Linked DNA regions of Sus scrofa: regions 2 and 3 are each linked to region 1. A link is a contact called in public Hi-C data. All regions are on one chromosome and are shown on one strand. The core of a region is the stretch at or near the end of the contact, and the rest is flanking DNA. Distances in the headings are between cores, read along the strand shown.

Region 1 (2,907 bases), core at 187-2,686:
GCTACAGCTCCGATTCGACCCCTAGCCTGGGAACCTCCATATGCCGCGGGAGCGGCCCTAGAAATAGCAAAAAGACACACACAAAAAAAGACGAAAATTAATTATAATAACATGATAACTTAAAAAAATAATAAAACGCACGCACTGGTTTTAGCAAAAGGGAGGTCATTAGTGCAGGGAACAGCTCTGTACATTTCCACACTGGCCATGTGGCCAAGGCTGAGTTGCAGCCTGAGCTGAGTCTTGGCAGAATGCCGGAGGCTCCCTGGAAACAAAGGAAGACAATCAATCTTGTAGAATCAACTGTGATGCCGTCTTTACTGGACTTTCCATTTTGTTTCCCTTGGGGTACAGCTGCAGAGCAAAGCTGCCTGGAGGTAGTTTGGTTTGGAGTTGATGCCAAGCAACAGAGGAATCTGCTGTCTGTGCTTCCTGTCATCTTGTGGGTCTGAGGAGCCTAAGAAATAAATGATCTGTCATTTGTGCTCCTTGCTGAGGGAATCTACAGAAATGTGGTCGTGATCCTGTCACCTGCTGTGCTGTTATGCATGGACTGTTTGCCCGGCAATTGGCAACCCTATAAGCTGGAGGTGTATCAATTCAGAAAGCCTCAGAAAATAAGGCAATCAAATATGTACTTTGCAGTCTTAAAACTAGAGTGATGTGCTTCCTTTCAGCCTTTTATCCTTTTATCCAAGTGCTCACCCAGTATTTACAGAATGCTTCCTACGCTCCTGCCGCTGCTGTAAGGCTGGTGGTTTCCTAGTGGACAAAACACAGCACTAGTACTACCTGATCTCATGGGGCTGCATACTCGGCTGCATTGATTTCAAGACTGCTCATCAGACCCCGCCAGCAGCAACACACTCTCCAGCCTGGCAGCGTTTTAATCCCGTGTGACGTCTCTGCACGGTGTTTAAAGTTTTGGATATCCTCCTGCTACCTGACTGCCTCGAGCTCAGACCTGAACCGGTGGCCTGATTCCAGCAGCGCGTCTGGAAGACAAGAGGGTCCTCGGTGTCACCTAACGTCCCTACCCTTACCCCGTCCCTTCCTCCTCCGAGTGACAGGTGTGATTTAAACACCTTCACTCTGCGTCCTTATTTGCGAGCTTGTGCTCGTTACCGACAGGAACGCAGCTGAGTGAGCCCCGCCGCCGGACTGGAGCGATCCGGCGACACGTGCGGCCCTGGAGACGGAGAGGAGGGCAGAGCGGGTCCGACTCGAACCTCCGCCCAGCCCGGAGCCAAGAGCAAGGCATAGCGGGACGGGTCCGCTGAACCCCGGCCGCCCGGAAGGGCGGGGCCGGGACCACGCGGCCGCTTCCGGCCGGATCGTCCCCGTGGGCCGTCCTGGGGCACCGGCTGCGGCGCCCTCCGCGGCCACCCGGCGGGGCGGGGCGTCCTGCGCGTGCGCAGCGCGGCCCGGGCGGCCCTGCCCCGCCGCGGGCTGACCGGTGCGCGCAGGTGTGCAAGCCGGTCGCGTGCGCTCGCCTGGGGCGCGAGCCTTAGAGGGGCGCCTGCCGGCGGGGCGCGCTCTAGTGCGGTGGGCGGGCCCCGGGGACCGAGGTGCGTCCGGGCGGAGCTTCGGGAGGTTTCAGCCAGGGTCGCGTTGGCCAGGGGCCGCCGCGCGGAGCTTTCAGGGGAGGCCTGCCCCGCGGAGCGTCGGCACCCAATGGCCTGGGGGCGCCGGAGAAGCGGCGGGCTGTGCCTGTAGCCCCGGGCGGCCGGAGCTCGCGAACCCGAGGAGTCACCGGGCCCGCAGGGCTGGGAAGAGGTCGGAGGGGAGTCTGTTGGCAGAATGAGGAAGCGACCGCAGCCTGGCCTAAGGAGCAGCCAGGATTGGGAGGCCGATTTGGAAGCTGGGGACCAAGCGGTGAGAAGGACGCAGGCTTCCAGCTGCACCCTCAGTAGCTCAGCCCACCCGGCCGCCCAGTCCTCTCATCCTGTTGGTGGGGTGCGGTTCTTTGCTTCAGGTTGTCCTGGGACGCTGGGTCACTGGAGCTGCCAGCTTGCACCCTCACCTCCCGGCCCCACTGGGCCCACGAGGGCCATTTGGGCCCTTGCTCCCCCATTCTAGGGAGTTTCAGTGGGATTCTGGCCAGTCCGACTCGCGTTGGCTTGTGATTGCCTCTGACCCGCAACGTTTATGAGCGACTTTACGCGTGGCCCCAGGAGGCCACTCCAGGAACCCAATTCTGCCGTCCTTCACCAGGCCCTTGGAAGCTAATGGAGTGACTGAATGGTATTGAATGGGTCTGGGTGTGGGCCTCTGCCCCTTGACGGTGAGCTGGGGGAGGCCGGGCCAGGGCTGCCCCCTCAGGTCCCGAGTCTTCCCTAAGATCCCACTCCCCCAGGATGGCTGCCACACTTGGCTTCTGGCGCCCCAGGTGAGTTCACCTTCCTCCCTGTCCTCCCCCCTCTGGAGCGGTGAGCCCAGCACGCCGAGAAGCCAGGAGCCCTAGCACCCCAAGGACAGGGCTCTGGGATCCAACCCCCAACCCCCCCCCCCCCCCCCCCCGCCAGAGGGCTGCTGGGGGACTAGCTGGGTCTCAGGACGGAAGAGGGCAGCTGGCCCTCTGGCTGACCACCACAGGTCCACCCAGTGGGCACAGCCCCGCGGGCAGCACCCACCTGTCGTTGCAGGAGGTGGTGCCGCTGACCTTCCAGGACGTGGCTGTGTACTTCTCTTGGGAGGAAGGGCGGCAGTTGGGCCCAGACCAGCGGACGCTATACAGGGACGTGATGCTGGAGAACTACGGGCACGTGGCCTCGCTGGGTGAGGCTCTCCGCCAGCTCACGGTGGGGCCTCTAGGGAGCTGGGGACGCTGCTTGCCAGTTTGGAGCTCAGAGAAGAGGGTCCTGCCCCTCGTCCCCAGGTTCCAATCTGGTCTCTGCATATTCCTCA
Region 2 (2,907 bases), core at 289-2,788, 240 kb after region 1:
TGGCCACGCCAGCTGCCAACAATGCCGGCGGGCCGCCCCCATGCAGCAGGGAGCTGGTAGCCACCTTCACGTATGAGAACACGCCCAGACACAGAGCCCACAACACCACCTGGGAGGGTGGACACGGGAGCACTCTGAGCGCACTGGCCACGTCGCTCTAGGGCCGTCCCCTCCCTACTGCCACCTCTGCTTCAGTGTCCCCAGTGTACTTACCACAAGGACCATCCCTGCAGAGGTGCCCACCAGGGGTGGGCAGGGGCTCAGGATTGCCAGTGCCATCAGGTAGGCCCCAAAGAGTGTGCCAAGCAGAGAGAGACCACCCAGCCCTGCCAGGGACCTGCCAGAGGTGAGCGAAAACTCAGGGCTGGCTGTGCCAGTCGCAGGCCCTCAGCCCAGGGTCCCCCCACACCGGCCCCGCCGAGTGGCTTGGGGATCCCTTGTGTACCTGCATAGAATGCCCATGGCCAGGAAGCAGGCGAGGGGGTTGGAGGCACTTCCCAGCACCACAGCCAAGTGGTAGGCCAAGCGCCCATAGGGCAAGCTCGAGTAGCTCTGCACGGCAGGCAACACGCCGTTGGTCAGAGCACTGGTGGTGGCCAGCAGGCCCAGCAGGCAGGCGCCACGGGCGGAGAGCAGCCGATGGGCTGCAGGGTCTGGGCTGGGGGTGTTGCCTGCTGCCTGACTAGGTGGCTCTTGCAGCGGCGAGGCCTCTTCCTCTTCCTCCTCCTCCACTCCTGGGGCGCCCCCCCGCAGGCCAGTCCCTGAGCCCTCTGTGGGGATAGATACCAGTGATGGTAACAACAGCAGGAGGCCCTGGAAGGCGGCAGCTGAAATGACCAGTAGGGCAGTCAAGGCCCCAAAGAAGGCGCTGGCAGAAAAACGCTCTGGGAAGTCCAGGGGGGGGCCTGGGGTGCCGTTGGCGGGAGCCGGCGGGCACTCGAGGCGGCCCACACCCTGTCCTAGGGCCAGCACACAGGGCAGCAGGGCACTGAGGCCCTGACCCAGGAAGAAGGAACGCAAGAAGGGAGGCGGCAAGCGGCTCAGGAAGGGCAGATAAGTGACGTTGGAGGCGCAGCAGGCCAGCGCCAACACAAAGGTCAGGGCCAGGAAGGCCACAGAGTGCACCTGTCCTGCCATCACTGTCAGGTGTTGCCACAGTGGGGCCAGCAGGGCTGTGCCCACCACACTCAGCGCCTGCACCACCTGGATGGGGGCCCGCTCGCCCTTGCCCGGGGCCAGCCGCCTCCACAGGGTCACCACCAGCAGGCCCAGGTTTCCCAGTGCCACGAGCACAGAGAGGTACGAGGGGAGACTCCATCCTGCAAGGAATGAGAGGACACCGTGTCAAGGCAGGGCACCGAGGGACAGAGGGCAGCAGCAGCCCACCTTCTTGGGCCATTCCCACTCACCCTCTGGAAGGTCTTTCACCACAACAGGCAGCTCCACCCAGATCCCGTTGATGGCTGCCCATGAGCCCATGCCAAAGAGGGCTACCAGAAGGTGGGTCAGCACCAGACGGCCCAGCGGGGGTGCTGCCATTCAGCTCAAAGCTGGGGGCCTCCAGGACAGGGAAAAGGTCACAGCCAGCTCTTCTTTCCCCACCTAGGTCCAAAGAAGATGCTCCAGCTCTTCTGGGAACTGAAGATCTCGTCCAGCTTGACAGAAAAACATACATGCAGGGTCACAAGAAAGAAACACAGAACTGGAGTCGAAGAGGACCGGGCAGTTCCCGTCATGGCTCAGCGGTCACGAACCCAACTAGCATCCATGAGGATGCGGGTTCCATCCCTGGCCTCACTCAAGTGGGTTAAGGATCCCGCGCTGCCCCTGAGCTGTGGTGTAAGTCGTAGACCGGGCTGGAATCTGTGGTTGCTATGACTGTGGTGTAGATATGGTTGTGGTGTAGGCCGGCGGCTAGACCTCGGATTCGACCCTTAGGCTGGGAATTACCACATGCTGCAGGTGCAGTCCTAAAACTACAAAAAAAAATTAGAAAAAAAAATTAAGAGGACCAGACCTCCAAGACCAGGGAAACCAGGGGGGCGGGTGCTGGGATCTTGACCCAGCAAGGCAGGAATTGGGAAGGTGCCACACACAAGAGGAGCATGATGAAACAAGGCCATAATCTTCGGGTCTGAGTTCCCAAGAGCACCACCACACTCACCCGCAAAGGCACGAGACAAGCACTCCGGGGCAGGGCCACCTCTCAGGAGCCACACGCCTCCAGTGTATGCGAGCCTGCCAACAGCCAGGGCAAAGTCGAGACTGGGGGTGTGGCCGCGGCGGGCACGGCCCTCGCTGCGTCAGGCGGCTCGCGGAGATCCGTCCGATGCGCCGGGGTCCCTGCAACTCCCGGTCGGGCACCACGCGCTCCGTGACCCGAGGGTCAGCAGTCCCGCCACGCTCGTGGGCCCCGCATCCAGCACAGGGTCGCGGCCCCAGACCAGAACCGGTCGGGGCGGGAAAGGCAGTCAAGCCCGAGAGAGGACTGCAACTCACCGGTCCGGACACGGGAGAGGCGGACACGGGAGAGGCGGACACGCGAGAACCACCCGCGGGCGTGCCCACGGGATGGCCCAGCCCCGGAAACCCCGTATCGGAAGTCGGCTCCGGGCCCAGACCCCGCCCCCTGCAGGACGGACCTCGCCTGCGCGCAATGGTCCCCGCTCTTCCACGGCAAGGCCCGCCCCTTCCGCCTCGCTGGGCGGAGCTTGGAGCGTCCGGAGTGGAGATGGCGCCCGCGGGGGCCCGGAGGACCCGGCGCGCGGTCCGGTTCGCGCCGCCGGCTGAGAACTGGTGGTGGGATCGGCTGGCGCCGAGCGGCTCCGGATACCATTTGCTGCAATCGGACAGCATGCTGCTGGTGATTCCAGGCCCGGGGCCCGCCCGTCCTCGCGGGCAGAGGCG
Region 3 (2,907 bases), core at 299-2,798, 150 kb after region 1:
GGCTGCACCCCTGAGGCTGGCTGAGTCCCCTGGTGCAGGGCCTGCCTTCCCCTGGGGCTCCGAATCCATGCCAGGAGGGCCAAGAGCTGACCAGTCACCGTCAGCAGTGGGGGAACATCAGCCGGCTGTGAAAGAAACACGAATCAGAGGGAGCAAGAATGAGGGCCCGGAAGGCAGCGCTATGAATGGAGATCAGAGGAAGTGGGGAAACAGCACAGGTCGCTGGAGGAGAAGTCTCCGCTCTGCTTACCTTGCTCAGGTCTGGAGGATTCCCCAAGCTCTCTTCCGCCCCCAGCTGGACTGAGAGGAACTCAGCAAGGCGCACGAGAGCCTCTTCCAGGGAGACCTCGGCGGGAGCGCCTTCGGCTGCCCCTCCCGGGCCACCCTCAGACTCCGAGCAGCCTGTGAGGCCAGGTAGTGGGATGGGTAGTCGTCCTGGGTCACGTGTCAAACGCTAGGCCACCAGCTAGTACCTGCCAGGTCCCTCCCTCCCAAAGGGGTCACAGGCGCCCCAGCATCTCTCCGACGGTGTCACTCCCTCACGGCCCCGGGGAGGCAGCGTTCCTAACGCACCATTACCTACCGACCAGGCCGGTCAGCTCGGTCCACAGTTCTGCGGTGGGCTGGTCGGGGCGGCGGCGACCCCCGGCCTTGCAGCGGACACTCTAGGGAGGGAGCAGGGGGAGCCCCTGAGGAGAGGCCAGGCGGCCTACGGCTGCCTGCCTCGGGGACTGAGCCCGAGGGGTTGGTGCAGGGATCTCAGCTTCCAACATCAGAGACAGGGTCGTCCACATGGTCCCTCCCCCGCGTCAGCGCCCTGGAACCTACGCTGCGCAGGCCTGCAGAACCGTTCCCAGGAGGACGGGGGTCGCCGGCGGGGTTCCCAGGATCGGCGGACGCCGCCGCCCCGCCATCCCTGCGGAAGAGGCTGTAGAAGATGTAGATGAGCAGCGAGTAGAAGGCGTACATGGGAGCGCGGGGCGGCAGAGGGCCCCGCTTCTCGCCGCCCCGCGTCCCCGCGCCCCGACTCCGCGCCCGCCCGCCGCAGAGCCGGTGCGCATGCTCCGGCGGCCGCCCCCTCGGCCCGGCTCCCGCGGGCGGAGGACCGGCGCCCGAGGAAAGGGGCCCAGAGACAGGTGTCCTCGAGGCCGCCACCCTACGTAGCGGAGACCCCGGGCTGAGAGCACCCATAGCCCCCTCATCCCCTCTTCTAGGATCCCTACCAATCCTCTGCGAGGGGCCCCCAGGGCTCTATCCACTGAGAGGCTTCCGCCCGCGCAGGTGTCCCACCTTTCCTACCCTCGAACCTCTTCCTCGGTCGCTCCCCTCCCTTGTCGCCCCGCCCCTCCCTTGTCGCCCCGCCCCGAGAGGCCCCGCCCCTCCCCGCTCCGTCTTCGGGGCCCTTCCCCCTCGTCCCTTCCTCCGCTGCACCCCGCCCCTTCGCCGCCCCGCCCCTCGAGGCTCCTTCCTCAGGCCACTCCCTTCCCCAGACGGGTGGGGTTGCGTGCGGGGAGCGAGGAGACGTCGGCCCTCCTAGCCCCGCCCACCTCTTACAACCGGGTCGCCTCCCCGCCCGCGTCGCCCTGGCCCGCACCCCCCTCCCCCCGCCGCCGCCGCTCTAGCCTCTTCTCCTCTCGTTGGTTGGTAAGGGGTGGCCGCAGGCCGCGCGCGGTAGGCGGGACGGGAGTCGGAGGGCGGTGCGGTGGGCTGGTTTCGGCCTGCTGGTCGCCGCTGCGCCGCAGCCGCGCATCGCAGCGATCTGAGTGCTCGCACGGCTGCTGTTTCCACGCCGGGTGCCGAGGACGGCTCCTCCCTAGGCGCAGGGGCCGGGCCGAGTGGGTCTGCGCTCGCCCTGCGCCCCTCTCCGCGCCCCTACCCCTGGCCCTGCGCCCCGACTTGGGTTCCAGGGCGCTAGAGCTAACGCCCACCCGGTCCAGGCCCCGCTCCGTGTTTTCCCTTCTTTTCCAGCCGATGTAGGTTCTCCTTCCCCACGGTTGTGTCCAGTGGCCTCAGGGCTCGGGAGTTTCGGTTGAGCCTACTCTACCGTTTAGTAATGGGACTCTGGAACCTGGGAGGCCCGGAGAGCCGCCCTTAGGGGCTCCCTGTCGCCAGCCTCCACCTTTTTCTCCAAAGTTGAGGATCCTTTTCCTGTCCCCTCAAACTCACTACCGCCAGAGGTGCCATGGCCTCCAGGCCATGGAGCGAGTGGAGCGCTTCCCTGTCCCACCTGGTACTGGGAACGGTGTCTCTGCATGCGGCGGTGAGCACTGCCCAGGTGAGTACCCTGGGGCGGGGCAGGGGCATAGCCCACTCCCAAACCCAAAAGACCTAGCCAGTTTCCTGAATCAGCGAGAGGGTGGTGGGAGGTAAGCATGGAGGCCGGGCTTCTGTGAGTACCCCAAACCCTTCCCTGCTTAAAGGAAGGTCCTGGCCTCTTTTCCCTACATCTCCCCCCTTCCCTGTGTTGACAGGCAAGTCGAGGGGCCGCTGCTGGCTTCCTGCTCCAGGCCTTGGCCGCTGCCACCACGCTGGCCCCAGGGCTCCGCACAGATGAAGACTGTCTTGCTGGAGCCTGGGTGGCCACTGTCATTGGCCTGCCCCTTCTGGCCTTTGATTTCCACTGGATGAATGGGGACTGCTCTTCTGCCAATCTGCTTCTAGGAGGAGGCATGGTGCTGGCAGTGGCTGGTGACCACCTTGGTGCCGAGGGCCGCTCTGTGGCTGGCCAGGCGGTGGTGCTGGTGGTTGCGGTGACCATCCTCATCGTGGCTGTTTTCACAACCAACACTTATGGAATGTGGGGGGGGGTGATGCTGGGTGCTGCAGGCCTCCTGAGCCGGCTGGAGGAGGACAGACTGCTGCTGCTACCAAAGGAGGACCTCTGTCGCTGGGCCCTGGCTGCGGGCA

What was found. A called contact is a pair of places that touch in the nucleus more often than the background predicts.
Region 2: a Hi-C map of liver shows a contact between it and region 1, with 3 times the contacts expected there. The contact joins the promoter of SLC52A2 here to the promoter of ZNF251 in region 1. A contact is called at or near these places in 1 of 5 promoter capture datasets (liver), 8 of 47 Hi-C or Micro-C datasets (blood, fetal liver, heart right ventricle and 5 more) and 1 of 2 datasets of contacts at active chromatin or transcription factors (alveolar macrophages).
Region 3: a contact with region 1 is called in a Hi-C map of epiblast stem cells, with 1.6 times the contacts expected there. The contact joins the promoter of LOC110255327 here to the promoter of ZNF251 in region 1. A contact is called at or near these places in 2 of 5 promoter capture datasets (fetal liver and liver), 9 of 47 Hi-C or Micro-C datasets (blood, epiblast stem cells, liver and 5 more) and 1 of 2 datasets of contacts at active chromatin or transcription factors (alveolar macrophages).

The regions. Positions count from the first base shown.
Region 1 is chr4:185,253-188,159 of Sscrofa11.1, forward strand. ZNF251 (zinc finger protein 251) reads left to right here and starts at 1,437. Exons shown (of 6, transcript XM_021090452.1): 1 at 1,437-2,244; 2 at 2,357-2,389; 3 at 2,646-2,778. The coding sequence starts at 2,242. It overlaps LOC102158405 (a long non-coding RNA gene), which reads right to left and starts at 1,316. Exons shown (of 3, transcript XR_002343681.1): 1 at 146-1,316.
Region 2 is chr4:421,801-424,707 of Sscrofa11.1, forward strand. SLC52A2 (solute carrier family 52 member 2) reads right to left here and starts at 1,539. Exons shown (of 4, transcript NM_001004033.1): 1 at 1,410-1,539; 2 at 446-1,319; 3 at 214-337; 4 at 1-109. The coding sequence starts at 1,539. FBXL6 (F-box/LRR-repeat protein 6) reads left to right here and starts at 2,633. Exons shown (of 9, transcript XM_013996410.2): 1 at 2,633-2,907. The coding sequence starts at 2,657.
Region 3 is chr4:330,866-333,772 of Sscrofa11.1, forward strand. It overlaps LOC110255327 (cysteine and histidine-rich protein 1-like), which reads left to right and starts at 1,549. Exons shown (of 2, transcript XM_021090545.1): 1 at 1,549-2,275; 2 at 2,472-2,907. The coding sequence starts at 2,183. It overlaps KIFC2 (kinesin-like protein KIFC2), which reads right to left and starts at 1,356. Exons shown (of 18, transcript XM_021090435.1): 1 at 1,291-1,356; 2 at 829-928; 3 at 584-665; 4 at 1-125. The coding sequence starts at 69.